Linked DNA regions of Mus musculus: region 2 is linked to region 1. A link is a contact called in public Hi-C data. All regions are on one chromosome and are shown on one strand. The core of a region is the stretch at or near the end of the contact, and the rest is flanking DNA. Distances in the headings are between cores, read along the strand shown.

Region 1 (4,409 bases), core at 532-3,031:
TTACTCTGCCTTAGTGATTGCTGTTATGCAGTAGATCCTGGGGCACAGGAAGGACACTAACTCTCTGCTCTTGCCTCAGCAGTCCTTTGTCACCTTTAGGCCACTCGCCTTCAAGGGACTTTGTTGTGTGGTGTTGGGCTCTATTCACACAGTGGTATCACCTCCAGTGTCAACAAGCAACATTTATTCCCTTGGAAGCAATAGATTTGCTACTTTTTCTACATTGATATTACCTAATATATTGACTATGAACTTGCTTAAATACATAGCAAGTTTTCTTCATTTATATGTTCTTCATGTACATCTCCTCATGCAGAAGACAGGAGACCCACTGAGCGTTTTGATTGATGGAAGAGTCGTTGGCAACCACTGACTTAGATCTTAGACAACAAGAGCCAGAGGGACATTAGCAGCCGACTTGAATCTGCCCTTCTGATTTTACTGATGAGGAAACTAAGGTTCAGCAAGGTAAAGGGTCATTCAGGGTCACCGAGGTGGTAAAAGGCAGTGACGAGCTATGAGCCCGGCTGTCTAAGTCCACGTCTAGTGTTAATGCTCTTGCAACACACATGTTTGAAGACACGTAAAAGCTAGCTGGCGTGACCCAAGGAGTTGAATTGGTGAAAAGCCTAGGTTGGCACCCAGGAATTTTGACTTCTGGTGCAACGTTGTTTTTTTTTCTACATATATTAAATATACATGAGGGTTGCCTTCTCCCAACAAAATGCAAAAGAGGAATTGCATAAAGTTTTGTTTGATTAAATTAATTGCATAAAGATTTGTTTGGCTTTAAAGGGCAAAGTTTAAAAAAAAGATAAAAAAATAAAATAAAATAAAAGGCAAAGTTTCATGAGAAGCTACTTATGAAGACCAGTTGCTCCTATGCCCAATAATAAGGTAGAAAATAAAACAGTTACTCATTAAAACTTAACAATAGCGAGAGCCCTTTGTTCTCTGGAAGGTAATAATAAATTTCTCTTACCTCTTGTGTTACCAGATGAAGAAGGAGGCAGGCTTGAGTCAGACAAGTACTGTTGAAAGAAAAAAGAGATGCTGGGTATTTCCCCCCATTATATGACAAAGTCCTAGAGCTATATTGTGTGCAATGCCTCTCTCAGGGATGCCGACATTACTTAGAGTTTGGGAAGGAACAGTCATCTCCCTCACATGAGCACCCGCTCCCATCAGGAGTGCACAGCTAGCCAAGTGCTCTGCTACACATACCTACCTTTAAGGGTTTGAGGAAGGACAGGACAGAGGCACCCCAGCTTCACTTTTATAGAGGCTGTTCTGCAAACACAGCAGCCACCTCAGCTGTCCTAGCTGCGGACCTACTTGGCAAAACCATTTTTGGCAATCTCTTTACACAATATTCACTGACTGTGGCTGTGAATGGATATAATTAGAAATATTTCTTGTCATCTATAAATAATTTGACAGGGGATGATCTAGGGTTCTTTATAAGCATCTGATAGGGAATGGAGATCCAGGGTTTTTGGAGGCTGTTTCTCCCGGCTTGGGTGTTGTATCATTCATCACAGAATTCAAAGCCAGGTCCCTACTCACTCTCGTGCCTATAAAGCTGTTTCCACAGGAACGAGCCCGGTGTGGGGCGAGTGGGACTAATTAATCTGCTAGTGCTTAGAGCCATTACGGAGTCTGGAGTGAACTTTAGATCTGACACTGTGACTGGAAGCACCGAGTGACAGATATTAAGATAAAAATTCTTAGGCAAGGGCTGGAGTTTTAGAAAGACTGGTGATAGATTCTTCTAAAGTCTGAAGGTCTAACCATGAGGAAGAAAGTGAATTCTCAGATTAGGCAGTGGAAGGGGTTGGTAGTAAGAGGAGAGGGAGTCAGGACAGAGATGAACTTGTCTGGCCCGTTTCTGGAGGGTTTGTCATAGACGTCTCCCTCGTGCACTGCAGGGGCAACAGACTGCTGTGTGATACCCATGAGTGTTTCTGCTGCATCACGGAAGGAGATACAGACAAGATTTCCTAGGGTACAGGCAAAGGCTCAAGGCTAGCGGTGACGCCAATGAGGTGGGTGCTACACACTTTTACTTAAGGTGGGAGGAAAGGCATGCTGTCCACAAAACTCTCCCCATGGACAGAGAAGGTGGGTGGATCGGCCTCCACGGTGCCCTTGAAAGGCCGAGTTGGATTTGACTAACTTGATACAGGCACAGCTGTTGCTGAATATGACAGGAAATCTACTCTAACTGTCCCTGTGATCTGGCCTGATATTTTCAACCACTGTTCTCCTGACTTAAATTGCTAAATTCAGTAGATGGTTGCTTTATAATTCTATCAGGTGAACTTGTCTTTCACAGGCTGGCAGGTAAAATCTTTTATACTTTTAAATTGTCATTGCATGTAATGCTACACAATAGGTTACCCTCCATGGCAGCCACCCACACTGAGTGAGTGATTTACCCCAAGTGTTAGGCTCAAAGCCGGAAAGAAAAGTGTTCTGACCCTCTAAGATTTTCACAACTCATTTTGTCACCCCTTTTACAAGCTATCACTATTATAGGCGTAATAATTATTTATTTAAAGCATCTAGATCTGAGAGATGAAAGAAGAAAGTTTGAATGAGGCAGAGAGCTCACTTGTGCATTAGTAGCTAAAAGAGACTGACTACGGACCTCATCATCAGACCGTTAATCAGTTACAATCTTGAGAACCCCAGAGACACTACAATGACACAATAGTGCCAACCAGCAGGGACCACAATAATAAACATCAGAAAATACCATGGATCATGGGCAGGAAGAGAAGAGAAGTGACCTTGATAGAGGGCGAACACCATTCCTCTGGGCTTGCTTGTCCAAGGGATGTCTAAATAGAGGACACAGGAAAGGAATCTGAGCTCTCTTGTACTCTCCTGGTACTTTATGACTACATACATGTGGGAAGGCCCGCCTTATTCCAAAGCAGGGTGTATTTTGGATGCGCTATTCAGCAGTCCAATAAACACTTCTTGCTGGCATTCCCCCTATGATCCTCACAGATGAGGAAATACAGGATTCTGAGAGTTTGTATATATTTTCTTATCTATTGCAAACACATCTGGGAAAAATTTAACACCGTTTAAACCTTACATGGTCATAAAAGTTAATTGTGTGTTGTAAGTCATTGTGTTAAGTTATATCACCATGTGTGAGTTGGGATATAGTCTCAATGCTGCACATGTCTTTATAAAATGCACAGAACAATGTCACTAGGGGGCGCTGAGGTACACATTCCTCTCTTAGGGATGCAAGGTTACAGTTGCACACAGACTCCTGAATCTCCCAGAAAGTTAAAGTATTTGTAAAAGATTGTAGGTGCTTAGGGAATGTCCAGTAGACAGGTTTTTCAGGTTTTGATATACATTTTGTAACACAGTTGAAACCTTGACTGAGATATTCATAGCCTGGTTTTTGTGGTGTCCAGCCATGACAGCACATCAATAAAACATCTTAAAACTCAGCAAGTCCAATTGGTATTTGTTTTCTATTAAATTACCCTGAGACTCCCACAACATCACTACTGGGAAAAGTTACGGATTCATTTCTATGCCAGCCATTAATTGTGGTCTACAAACTTTCTCCAGTGGTGTCCTGCCTTCACTTTCAGTCTTCTTCCCCTTTCCTTGGTCCGCCATATCAGGTGTATTCTCCTTCCACATTTTCTATTCTGAGTTGTAAGCTCATAGGTGGACATATATCTTCTTCCTACACACTTTGTTTTGATGAACGCTTCCCCAACTTTCTTTTTCCCCCGTCCCCCTAACTCAGCTTCATGTATTGCTACAACATCCTCTTGCACATACTTACCCACCAGAAGTTGACATTTCCAAAACCAGGAAGCTATAAATAAGCTAAAACCAAGATACAACACACAGAACTATGGAAAATATATGAACCTAAAAGTCAGAACTATGTCAAGACTTGTGTTCTTATGTTGCTGAATATAAATGGGAAAATTCTGTCTTGGTGACATAGTCAGCCCTGGCCCCAACATGTGCAGGAGTTTTACTCACGCACTTCTTTCCTTCCATACCTGTCTACACCTTTCCTCCTCCTCCTCCTCCTCCTCCTCCTCCTCCCCCTCCTCCTCCTCCTCCTCCTCCTCCTCCTCCTCCTCCTCCCACTATTCGAAGAGGAAGAAGCACTTACTAGATGTTATAATTAACTCAGGGCACAGAGTCTTAGGAAAGCAAGTCTCAGAATGGGAAGAATGGAATGTTTTGTCTCTCTGTAACAGTCGCTTCACTTCATTCTATAGGGTTCCATTGATTCCTGGTGCAGTATTTAAACATAAATTAATGGTGTTTCCTTCCTCATTGTCTGACACTTCAGGGTTGAGGAATCATAAGTGGTCCCCACCATCCAGGTAACATTAGTAATTAGTGTTTGAGAA
Region 2 (4,409 bases), core at 1,077-3,576, 430 kb before region 1:
AGTAGATTCTGGATCATGTACCCCACTGTGGCTCGCCGCGTGAACTCTAAACCGTGCCATCTCTCTGCTCCAAAGAGATGCACCAAGCAGAAGGCATCTCCCCAAGTCCTGGAGACTTCCAAAGGCCCTGAGATACAGAATTCATTATCTGGACCCTTAAGCCCCATGACCATTCTAAACTAGACCCCTGACTCCTTCTCCAGACCTCTCACCCAGCCAGCTGACTTCATTTCATGGGAAAGCCGCTAGTCCCGGGGAATTTATTAAACTTCAGTGGCTAAGGCTGTTTAGAAGACAGCTCGCTGGGGCAGGGCACCTGAGTTGCTGCTTCCAGGTTCCAAGCCAGCAGTTAGCAGATTGGTCCTCATGATCTACTTCTCTATCTAGCTGGTGGCAGTGCTAGCCTGGTCTTGGTGGGTGTTCATGAGAAACTGTCAAGTGGCATTTATAGAGTCTGGAAGAAGGAAGTGTGCTGTTGGCGTCCTATCAGAGAAAGACAAGGTGGATCTGGGGTGATGATGCTGTGGACATATCTGCTGTAAGGTCTGGGATCTGGGAAGCTGTGAGGAGGAGAATGCACCTTCCTGCAGACCTGCATGGGCTGGAGAGATGGCTCAGCGGTTAAGAGCACTGACTGAAACTGGGCGTGGTGGGCCACCACGCCTTTAATCCCAGCACTCGGGAGGCAGAGGCAGGCGGATTTCTGAGTTCGAGGCCAGCCTGGTCTACAGAGTGAGTTCCAGGACAGCCAGGGCTATACAGAGAAACCTTGTCTCAAAAAACAATAAAAACAAAAACAACAACAAAAAAAAAGAGCACTGACTGCTCTTCTTGAGGTCCTGAGTTCAATTTCCAGCAACCACATGGTGGCTCACAACCACCTATAATGGGATCTGATGTACTCTTCTGGTGTGTCTGAAGACAGTGACAGTGCAGTCATACAAATAATAATAAATAAATAATACTTAGAGGTGGGTCTCTTGAGGCCATAACAAAATGCTCGGGTGCTCTGAAGTGGTCTTCTCTCCTTGCTGTTGGCATGTGGTGGCTTTTGCCACATGCTAGGGCAATGTATAGGCACTCTCTAGATACTAGCTCCTTGGTCTTGGACCTCCTAGCCTTCAGAACCATAAACAATTTCTTTTCTTTATAAATTATGCACATAAGGGTCTCCGACTCAAAGCCACACAGATAGGGCAGGCTGGTGAGCCTCAAGGGCATGCCTGTGTATTTCACTAGAGAACACAGCCTGGGACCTCCCATGTAGCAGGCAAATGTTCAACCATTGAGCTCTGTTTCTGGTCCTTAGGCAGCTGTTAGGAGAACTGTGTGGAGACAGCATGGTAAAAAGGAACTCTGACCATCACCTCATGCCATGCATACAGGGTTTCAATGCAGATCCTAGCTTCAACCTGACAGCCAATAAGCCACCCCTCTTGCAGGAGTGAGGTGGTGCTGCCATGGGAGCTGAGTGACACACAGAAGGTTCTGGACATACAGTCTGAAAAGGCCCTGGGAGGGGCCAAGCCTCTTCTTACAGGGCTGTAAGTCGGCTGCCAGCCGAGCACATGGGGTAACTGGCTAAGGCCAGGTATGGCATCTTGAGACTGTTAGCTCAAGGATAGTGGGGGCTGGGCCATTCGCATCCTGGATAGTGACTTCAGTCCTACTAGCAGGGATAGCATGCCCCAGGTGGAGGGGGTGACACTCCTTATTACCAGATGGCCTCAGCCCTATGCCTACTATGTCCTTGCTCCTCAGCATTCTAAGGCACTTCAAATGTACAGAACTACCTCACTTGGCCCTGTAGGTCCAAATGAATATGTGTTCATTAAAAACAAACTTTAATTGTTTAGGGGAAAGCCATTAGAAATCCTCATTCAAAGATGGCATCTAATAAGAAAGAGGCAAATGAGAAGCTGTCTGGTGTATTCTATCTTCATGTATAGTCTGTGGCTCAACAGATCAAAATGCAGGCTCCTGTCAAAACCGCCAGCCAAGAATGACCCACATTTCATCGTTACCCTGCACGTGAGAGGGCAAAAGGCAAAAGGCAGTCCTTGAAGGCTGCTGAATCGCCAGCATGCACGGGCCTTGTGACAGCTGATCTGAATAGGGCATCTAAGTTGCCAGATAGCTCAAGTGTACCCTATCTGTCCTGTGGTCTCTGAGCCCCCACATCCACACAAAGCCTTCAAGGTGCACCGGGCCAAACGTCCAGAGCCGTGTTGCAGATGCAGGATCTAGCGCTGTTATACTTTGTGCCTGCCGGTAAAGGTTTGCCTGGGTGTGTGCACGTGATGCACCTGAGCTTGTGTGGTTGACTGTGCCCATGCATTTGGGTCTGGCATGAGGAGCAGGCTGCTTATCTTAGGAGCATATGCTGTGTGCTGGCGGGACAAAATGTCCCTGGCAGGAGCCCAAGCCAAGGGGGTGGGATCTGGAAGCCCTCCAGAGCCATACTGTGATGCCAAGGACCCAAAGGAAGCTACATTCCCTGGTGGCAGGGCTACTTCCGTGTGCTTCCTGCCTTGTCTCAGGCTCAGAAGGCAGTAGGAGAGGCCAGGAGACAGCTAACCATGTTCAGGTCTGAAGAGGGACACAGGCCCTGCTGGGTTTTCCTGTGGCTGATGGGGAGGAGGTGGCTTGGCTGCAGTCAGCACATGTGAAGCCCTAATCAGAACCATATTCAGATGGCAAAAATCTCTGTCCCAGGATGACTCTAGCCATGAGGCAGATTAGAGCTGATTCGCCATCACACCTCTCTCACAACTACAACCCCTGTGGGCCACTCTTGAAGTTCACCCCAGCAGGATGGGATGACAGAGGGGTCCTCTGAGGACTCTGTTGGTACTGACTTCCCAAGAGCCTTGACTGTTTTTCATTTGAGGTGAAAATCACACGTGATATATCATCCAGTTTAAGGTGAGCAACTTAAAAGTGTTTACAGCATCCACAGTGTAGTTGAGTCCAAACACTTTGTCACCCTGTCATGAATAAAAGTTTGTGATTTACCCCCCTCCCCTTTAGCCTTCTGATTCATATCTTAAAACTCTGACCAAGGATGTGGGGGATGGAGTAGTAGTTAAGATTGGAGGGCAGAGCCCTAATCCAATAGGATTATTGTCCCTGTAGGGCCGCTTCTTTACGCCAGCCCAGACAGAGGGGGAGAGGTGATTTTTAGCCATCCGTCGCCCCAGGGAGAACCCATGTCAGACACCGACCCTACTGGATCATTAACTTTAGACTTCCAGTCTCTAGAACTGAGACAAAATAGAAGCTTTTTTTTTTCCTCTGTTCTTTTTCTAGACAGGGATCTCACTGTGTAGCCCAGGCTGGCCTTTAACTCATGATCTTCCCACCTCTTCCCCCACCCCTGAGAGCTGGGATTACAGACAGATGTGTACCACCAGGCCCAGGCAAATTCCTATAGTTGAAGCTACTCAACCTGTGGTACTTTGTTATAGCAGCTGCAGCAGACATATACACACTCAAAATGAAAAGATGCACCTATTAACTGCCACTCCTCATTTCCCTCTTGACCACCAACTCATGGGCTTTGTCTCTATGGCTTTGCTTATTCTGGACATCTCAGAGGACTGGAATGATATACTCTGTGACCCACTGTGGATGGTTTCTCTTACTCAGCATCGCGTTTTTGAGGTTCCTCCATAGAGTAGAGGGTCTCGGTATTCCTCTCTATGGGTGAATGATACCCCGTTGTGCATCCACGGGTATCCACTGTGAGTATGCTACAGCTTCTGCAGCTGATCACCTCCTGATGGGATTTGGGTGGTTTCTGCCTCGTAGTCTTTGTGACTCTGAGCATGCTTGTTTGAGTCCCTGGTTCTGATTCATTTGAGGATGGACCTAGGAAGGAGTGGGGATGTGTGCTATTTCTGTGATTATCACAAGCTGTTTTCCACAGTGGCTGTCATTTGAGATCATGGAGGGGGAGGTAGGGTTCTGCAGACAGACAGCAGAGAAGGCATCAATCCCTACAGGAGTTCTCCCACTGAATATTCTTGTGAGGCTGGGAGGGTTCAACGTGTCCCTAAGCCCCATCTGGACTGTCACCATCGGAGAGGGAGATGAGGCCTGGCCTGGGGCTCTCCAAAGCACTCTGAGAGGCTGGGTAGGTAATTCTCAGACACGGTTTCCTCCAAGCCCGATACCCAGAAGAAGGGGAACAGAACTGGGTACCCAGAGGCTGCTGTCTAGCAGCAGGGCACAGTGCAGAGGGTCTCTGCTGTGCTCCAGCACCTAGGAGGCCCTGGATCACTCAAAAATATGCACAGTGGGTAAAGCTAGAGTGTGGACACCCAGACTTCAGGCCATGAGTGCTGCTTTGAGCCATAAACAGAAGTACTTGAGGGGAGGGTTGTTGGTTGTGATAGAGTGTTACTATG

The links. A called contact is a pair of places that touch in the nucleus more often than the background predicts.
Region 2: a Hi-C map of cerebral cortex shows a contact between it and region 1, with 2.4 times the contacts expected there. The contact joins the enhancer-like site here to the promoter of Myhas in region 1. A contact is called at or near these places in 4 of 39 promoter capture datasets (the 3T3-L1 cell line, hippocampal neurons and liver) and 4 of 484 Hi-C or Micro-C datasets (adipose-derived mesenchymal stem cells, cerebral cortex and myocytes).

What each region holds. Positions count from the first base shown.
Region 1 is chr11:67,234,653-67,239,061 of GRCm38.p6, reverse strand. Myhas (myosin heavy chain gene antisense RNA) reads left to right here and starts at 1,781. Exons shown (of 2, transcript NR_146138.1): 1 at 1,781-2,045. Myh4 (myosin, heavy polypeptide 4, skeletal muscle) reads right to left here and starts at 1,250. Exons shown (of 40, transcript NM_010855.3): 1 at 1,229-1,250; 2 at 983-1,031.
Region 2 is chr11:67,665,833-67,670,241 of GRCm38.p6, reverse strand. All of the region lies in intron 8 of Gas7 (growth arrest specific 7), which reads right to left. It also overlaps a transcript of Glp2r not described here. Among named protein-coding and RNA genes, the nearest start is that of Rcvrn, 27 kb to the left of the region's middle. Within about 2 kb of position 2,326, at least 39 of the 459 cell types and tissues checked have an H3K27ac peak or open chromatin away from gene starts, as enhancers often do. A contact at or near this core is called in cerebral cortex and hippocampal neurons, where this site is marked.